Regions from separate parts of the Pan troglodytes genome. Here region 1 is linked to region 2. Evidence: chromatin contacts called from public capture Hi-C data. All regions are on one chromosome and are shown on one strand. The core of a region is the stretch at or near the end of the contact, and the rest is flanking DNA. Distances in the headings are between cores, read along the strand shown.

Evidence for each region. Capture Hi-C pulls out chosen DNA fragments and counts their contacts.
Region 1: a capture Hi-C map of stem cell-derived neural stem cells shows a contact between it and region 2, with 5 times the contacts expected there. The contact joins two enhancer-like sites. A contact is called at or near these places in 3 of 7 Hi-C or Micro-C datasets (blood, induced pluripotent stem cells and stem cell-derived neural progenitor cells) and 1 of 1 other capture datasets (stem cell-derived neural stem cells).

What each region holds. Positions count from the first base shown.
Region 1 is chr1:44,097,670-44,101,090 of NHGRI_mPanTro3-v2.0_pri, forward strand. It overlaps NFASC (neurofascin), which reads right to left. Exons shown (of 32, transcript XM_009441224.5): 25 at 2,163-2,336. Among named protein-coding and RNA genes, the nearest start is that of CNTN2, 54 kb to the left of the region's middle. Within about 2 kb of position 1,567, at least 11 of the 24 cell types and tissues checked have an H3K27ac peak or open chromatin away from gene starts, as enhancers often do. A contact at or near this core is called in stem cell-derived neural stem cells, where this site is marked.
Region 2 is chr1:43,828,839-43,832,538 of NHGRI_mPanTro3-v2.0_pri, forward strand. The region is part of intron 2 of TMCC2 (transmembrane and coiled-coil domain family 2); the gene reads right to left. Among named protein-coding and RNA genes, the nearest start is that of TMCC2, 23 kb to the right of the region's middle. Within about 2 kb of position 2,288, at least 4 of the 24 cell types and tissues checked have an H3K27ac peak or open chromatin away from gene starts, as enhancers often do. A contact at or near this core is called in stem cell-derived neural stem cells, where this site is marked.

The DNA of each region.
Region 1 (3,421 bases), core at 317-2,816, 270 kb after region 2:
AGAGCATTATGTTCCCAGCTCTGTCCTCAATAGCATGTCCTGCTCTGGCTAGGTTGGCATGACCTTTGAGCAGGCTGGGTGACGCTCCATGATGCCAGGAATTGAGGGGATAAGGAGTAGGTGGTGTGGGAGGACACCAACTCCAGTCAAAAGGATGGTTCCTGTCTTTGGGGGAAGATGCTGAATAGTGGGATGGATAGGAGAGAGGGAGCATGTTCAGCTGCACCCGCTCCACACCATCGCAACCTTGGAAGGCGGGAACTTTGAAGGATGGAGCCTGGAGCCCCTCTCCTGGTATTCCGTCACTCCAATTCTTCCCCTCCAGTTGGACTTTATGAAGTTAGAAACCCAAGTTTGGACTGAGAGCCCTTTCTTTTTTCTTTCTTTCTTTTTCTTTTTTTTTTGGACTGAGAGCCCTAAGTGAAATTCTTGAATTTTCTGCAAAGCCCTAAGTTAAGAAAAAAGCCTCTATTTGTCCTTTTGTCCCCTGGGGCTGCAGAACATTCTCTGTGGTGGTTACTGGGGCTGGACAATAGGGCTTTGTTATCTGATGTTCTGTATTGGGGTGCACATAGGGAGGGAAGAAGGGGCTGTCTTTATCTATCTACTTGCAGAATTGAGTAATCAAGAAAGTGCATCATGGCCTGGCCTGGCCTGGCCTTTGGTGACAGACACACATCAGCCACTAACCGAAGTCCCCCTGCCCTAATAAACTTCCCGAGTGCCCAGGGGCTTGGGAGAGTGCAGAAGAGCACAGCAGGAGGGAGAGCTGGTTGTGTGACTCACTCCTGGTTTCTGAGACCAGAGAGGGATGCAGAGCGGGCTGTCAGCCTTTCTCTGCTTCTGCCTGGCCCCTCTTCTCCTGCCTCAGCGCTGGTCTGCTGGCTAGAGTGGTGGGCTGGGGAAGGATGTGGGCAGCTTGTGAAGCTGCCTGGGATCCCGGGGTGACGCAGCGGGCCCGGTAGCCCCAGAGAAGGCAGCACTGATGCTCTCCTGGAATGCGGGTAGGGGTGGTATTCAGAAGACCCCGTCTGGGCCTGGGCCAGGCCGCGGGACCTGACCCTTCTGTGGAAAGCACCAGACACGATGACTTGTCAGCTTGCAGAGTGCCCACTCACATCACCTCTTCTCTGGAGTCTTCCCGTGAAGACTGAATCCCCTTCTCTGCCCAGCCACTGCGCCCCCTCATTTAGACATGCAATTAGATATTCTTATAGATGACTCCCCCTCTAGATGGTGTGAGCTTCTTGTTACCTTTGTATATCCCTTGTGTGTGGCAGTGTCTGGCACCTCACATTGTGGGTACTCAAGAAATGGCTGTTGAATAGACCATTGTATCTCTGGAGACACACGGGGGTCCCCAGCCTTTCCCAGGGGGTGTGCCAGTATTGAGGCTTTTGCAGCCTTGCCTCCTCGAGAGGTCCCAGACTGCACATTCCCCTGATGCCAGTGCGTGTGCGGGTGAGCCTGGAGCCCCCTCTAGTGGAGTCCTCAGGCAGGTGCAGCTCTGGTGGGGCTGAAATGCTGCCAGATGACGCCTGGACCCAGGAGATGAACTCATTTGCTCTTTGTGAAGCTGGCTTGGCAAATGGCTGTTTCCTAACTCCTCCTCCTCTCTGCAGCCTGACAATGCATCCAATTCAGGCTGCAAGGAAGGACCACATGCTCTGCTCTACTCATGATGCCAGTAAGCAGCGTCATCATGACAGTTTCCCCTACTTCCTTGAACCCATGTGCCTTCGAAGAAAGAAGGTTGTCCCCAGAGCCCTCATGGGAGCACTCACAATCATATTCCTGCCTCCCTCAAGAGGTGAACACCCACTGTTCTTTGGAGTTCATTATGATTTCTCTCATTTCTCAACTCATGCTCTCTTCCTTATTCCTCTACAAGAAGGAAAGATGATAGATGTCAAGTGACTGAGCAAGTCAGGGCAAGTGGGGACCCAGGTGTGACCACAGTGGTCCAAGGAGAGCTGAGCTCCAGATACAATGCCAGCACCTACCTCTCACACATAAGATGGGTTCTCACCTTCCGAGGGCTTGAGGACTTGCAAGTCTCATTTCCTCTCCATCCCAGGCAGCCAGCTACAGATCTCAGTGTTTCTCTAGGCCTCGGAATTAGCTGGGACCTTTTACCCCAGGGGCTGCTGCCATGCACCTACCTTCATTCGGGGGTGCTGGTGACTCCTCTGTGACGGCTTCCCCAGAGCCCACCTGCGTCCTGGCGCTGAGGGTAAAGCGGTAGCGTGACACGGGGTCCGTTCTTTGCACCGTGAACTTGGTCTGATTGGGAGAGAAGTTTTCCACTATCTGCTTTCCTACTTTGGTCCCGTTAACTGGGGAGAGAGAGGTAAGTGGAATTAAACTTTAGCAACATTTATTGATGGGTTATATAATCTGCAAGCTGGAGGAAGAACACTTTCCTGACTTTGCTGGAAAGGGAAATGATGGCACCTGCCTGGTGATCTTAAAGGCTTGGTTCAAAGGCAGAACACTCGGCAAGAACTCCCTCCGGGCTCTTTGATTACACCCAGGGTTAATCCTTCTTCACTGATCCTGTTGTCTCTAGCTCACTGCAGAGTTATGTGGCTGATTCAGAAAGATTCTGTTTATATTCTTAAGCCCTTTCAACAAGGACAAAACTCTTCACTTTCTTTCTTCCTTTCAAACAGAACTAGGACAACGCCACTAGGCCTTTTGATTCTTAATGCCTCCTTTGTAAAATGCCTATTCAATGGACCTCAAAGGGTGAAAGGGTCTGGTCCAGAGATCAATTCAGAACAGCATACAAGCACAGAGTTGGCTATTAAAATTGCTAACAACACAACATTTGGCTCTTTGAGTTTCCTAACGAGGTATGTTACCTACTTTTGAAGGCCTAAAGTGTTTCAAATGTAATGGCACTCCTGTCCCTGCATGGTGATGCTGAGCTCTTGAGGTGGGGTCTTTCCAACCCAGGCTCCTGATTCGGGTCACCCCACAGTCACCGGGCAGCTCTACATGCAGCTGCCTTATCATAAATGACATCTTGTCAAGGGGTGTCCTGACTGTCTGTGGACTCCTGTGAGTATACTATCTACCCCATCAGGTGGAAGCTCCAGAGCTTGAGGAACTCTCTCTCCTAGACTCTGTACGTGTTGGAGACTACAAAAGATCCCTAAAGGCATGGCTGTCTCCTTCATTAGACTGGAGGTCCCTTTGTCTCATCAGTGAGACTAGAAGCTCCCTGCAGGCAGAACTATGGAAGGAGAGCAGGGATTGAGTCCCATCTGCCTCCCCTAATCCTATTGGGAACTGTTGCGTTGGCCTCTCCATCCCTCCACAATGCCATCTGCACCCACAGGCTTTCTACCTTGAGTTCTTAGGAAAAGTGGTGAGAATGGGGTTTCTGGTTCCCAGATTATCTAAGAGAAAGGGAAGG
Region 2 (3,700 bases), core at 1,038-3,537:
TCTCGTTCTTTCCCCTAAGCTGGAGTGCAGTGGTGTGATCATGGTTCACGGAAGCCTCAAACTCTGGGGGGCTCAAACGATCCTCTGCCTCAGCCTCCCAAGTAGCTGGGACTACAGGTGCATGTCACCACACTCAGCTAGTTTTATTATTATTATTTTTTTTTTTTTAAGAGAGACAAGGTCTCACTATGTTGCCCAGGCTGGCCTCGAACTTCTGGCCTCCAGTGATCCTCCTGCCTTGGCCTCCCAAATCACTGAGATTACAGGCATGAGCCACTGCACCTGGCCTACTTTTCTTTCTCTTAAAAAAAAAAATCACAAACCACACATTTTGAAGGGTGGGAAACTGGAGAAGTCATAGGCTTTAGGAGCAAAGAACCACGCTGAAAAGCAGCTAAATTTAGTAGCTTAGAATACAAGGTGAGGCCTTAAAAAAATTTCAGGCCCCAAATGTGCTGTGAAAATCTCCCAGTGAGGATTCCTCTTTGAAAGGCTGGCGGTTTCTTTTATGCTCACCAAGCCTGCTTGGAAATGGAGGTTTGGAAAATGGTCATCTTTCAGAGGTTCCCTCCCCAAGTATTCACTTTCAGATCCAGCCAGAAGGTGCATCTTCTTAGAAACACATGTGACCAAAGAGCTCTGCTAACCCCCAGGGAAATGCGAGAGGAAGGATAATATTCTTCAGCGTGAACGGCAGCAACCCAGGTGGGCATGCTTCCTAGGAATACGTGGATAGGCACAGCTGTGTGAGCTGGGAAAGCAGACAGATCAGGCCAGAGTGGAGGAAGCTGCAGGGCAGCACCCACATGCACACACCAGGGCACCTTTCAGCTGCTTCCAGGGACGGAGCATGCCATCTCTCCTGCTGGTCCTCTGCCCGTCTAATGCCATAGACACTCCTGTTTAGGTAGTCCTTCTTGGGCACAGACATGAGCCCAGATGTTGGGCAGTGAACAGAACCACTTACATAGGTCACTTTTGTGGCAAATCAAAATCTGTAGCAGGCAGGTAGGAAAGACGGATGATTTCATGCCTTTATAGTCACTCTCCCTGGAGGAGGTTTTACTGGGAATAGGCCCAAGAGAAAGTGACCCGGAGAGGAAGCCACATCTCCTTTTTGGGCAACTTTTAGGAAGCAGAGCACCCTCTACCCCACCCTATTTGCCAGGAATAATTTGGAATAATTCCTTTCTAAAAGCAGAGGATTGAAACACCAAATTCTGGTGTGCTCCTGCTGACTCAAGGGCTCAGAGCATACCATGAGCTGATGTGACTAAACGAGAAATGTGTGTGAACGCATTCTGCAAACTGTAGCATGCTGTTCAGCTGACTGTTGATGCCAGGAAGGCTTTCAAAAGGACATGAGTGGCACCTCTTGGGGGGCATGCCCATAAGCCATTGAGCCCCTGAGAAGTCAGTGGACAGGCACAGGGCCCAGATTATATTTGGATCTGAAGCTACCTTCTCAGGCAATGAAGAAACCTTATACAATGAAGTTAATGTTACAGAGCACTTGTCTTTCCAGGGCAGGATTCGCCTTTCCAGCTGCCCAAAGGAGGCCTCCTGGTCACAGTATCACCTCGGGTCTGATTTAGCTCTTGCTGAGCCTGCTGAATTATTCACTAGCTATGGACACTAGCTCAGCTCTAGGGTCCCAGTGGTGGGGTATCTGGAGAACTGTAAGGAAGAGGAAATGGAAAGGAAGAGTGAGAACTCCCAGAATCAGACCTGGAGGGGGATCAAAGAGGACAAAAGCAGAAGCGGGCAGGAGGCCTCTAGGTTGGCCTCTGGAAGATTTGGGAAATGGGCTAGGGGTCCAAGAGCCTGTCCCTGGACAGAGAAGGGAGGTAGGAAAAGGCTGTCCCCAGAAATGACACTCACTTCCCCCAACTCCCTGCTGCAGCTCAGGGGAGCTTCTGATTCCCTAGGAGCCTAGAAGGAATGCAATGGGGTGTGTACATTCAGTCATTCAGTTTTACTTCTATTTCAGAGCCCTCTGCTCTGTGGGGTATACAGAGAAAGCCCAAAATACGCCTATGAAAAGAAGAGGCAGAAGCAGGGATCAGGTTAATGATACTGTATTTCCATTGCCTCATCTGGCACCCCAGAGGGGACTGGGGTCACGTTTCTCATCTCAGGGATGTGGCAGATCCAGGGAAGAATGTGCTGGGTAGCCAGGGAGACCTGAGCCAACTCCCATGACCCAGCCCACATCATCAGTGCCGGCTCCTTGCCGTCTGGAACCCGATGACAGACAGCTCCTCTTGCTGACTGCTACCAGCTCTGGCATAGGGGTCTGACACCTGAACCCTGAGCGCACCTTCCCCTTGGGCAGGCTTGGAGAGCCCAGGCAGATACCTGGCTGGCCTCTCCCACCTGTGTCTGCAGACAGACAGCTTGTTTCCCACCAAGTTTTGCCTGAGCTTACGGACAAAGGCGTCAACAAGGCATGACCTCACATCTTGGCTAGGTAACTTGGAAGTTATCTAATTTTGCCCCCTCTATCCTGGTGATTTCTGTACTCCCAGATGCCAGAGTTAATCTGGAGAATACTGGATATTTTCTTTTTTTTCTTTTTCTGAGACGGAGTTTCCCTCTTGTTGCCCAGTCTGGAGTGTAATGGCGCGATCTCAGCTCACTGCAATCTTCACCTCCCAGGTTCAAGCGATTCTCCTGTCTCAGCCTCCCAAGTAGCTGGGATTACAGACGCCCACCACCACGCCCGGCTAGTTTTTGTATTTTTAGTAGAGACGGGGTTTCCTCATGTTGGCCAGGGTGGTCTCGGACGCCTGACCTCAGGTGATACGCCCACCTCGGCCTCCCAAAGTGCTGGGATTACAGGCACGAGCCACCGTGCCCGGCCGATATTTTCAATCTAGAAAGAAAGTCAGTGGGTGTTAGTGGGGAAAAGATGCATAAAGGCTAATTCTGGAGGCCAGTTACCTGCTGGCTGATTCTGTCTGAAAAGTCAAGAGGACACTGCAGCTTATGATCTCTGGTGTCAGAGCTTTAGGTCAGAAACAGAGTCCTCACTTTGGGCCCCTCTCCTAATCAGACAGGACCCCTACAAGGCAAGGGCTTCACCTGAACATGAGGAATTCAAATCAGACTAAAGGAAGAAACTTCCCGGATCTCCAGGCACAAGAGGATATACAGCTGTGCTGGGACCCCAAGGCCTCTGGGTAATAGGGGCTGTGAGTCACTGAGACAGGGAGCAGCAATTCATGGCAAATCACACAGCTGCCCTGCCCTGGCCTGGCGAGCCACTGGCAGCACAGGCACGGCCTTGAAAGGCTCCTCTGAGGCTGCTGGTCTGGCTGCCTCTGGCTCTCCCTCTGCCCAAGGGACCTTTCCATGCAGAGAGGAAGAAAGAAGGGCAGAAGAGATGAGATGGGATGGAGGAGGGGAACAGAGGAGGCAGTTGCCCTCCACCACTCCTGGGCGTGAGGAAGGGCAGGCCGGCAGAGGCTGGCGCATGTACCTGCGTGGTGGTGTGCTCAGAAGGTGGATGCATTCGTGTGAACAGGCAGAGTGGCCCGTCTGGGCCCCTTCAGCCTCCCATGCAACCTGGCCTACAAGTTCAGTTATACCAGGGGCCCCCACGGCCGGCTGGCTGAGCGGTCATGTTTGGAAACCTCTCTCAGCAGAGCCCGCCCCACCCACCTCTGAACCAGCAGACTGCCAGACATAAACAAACCAA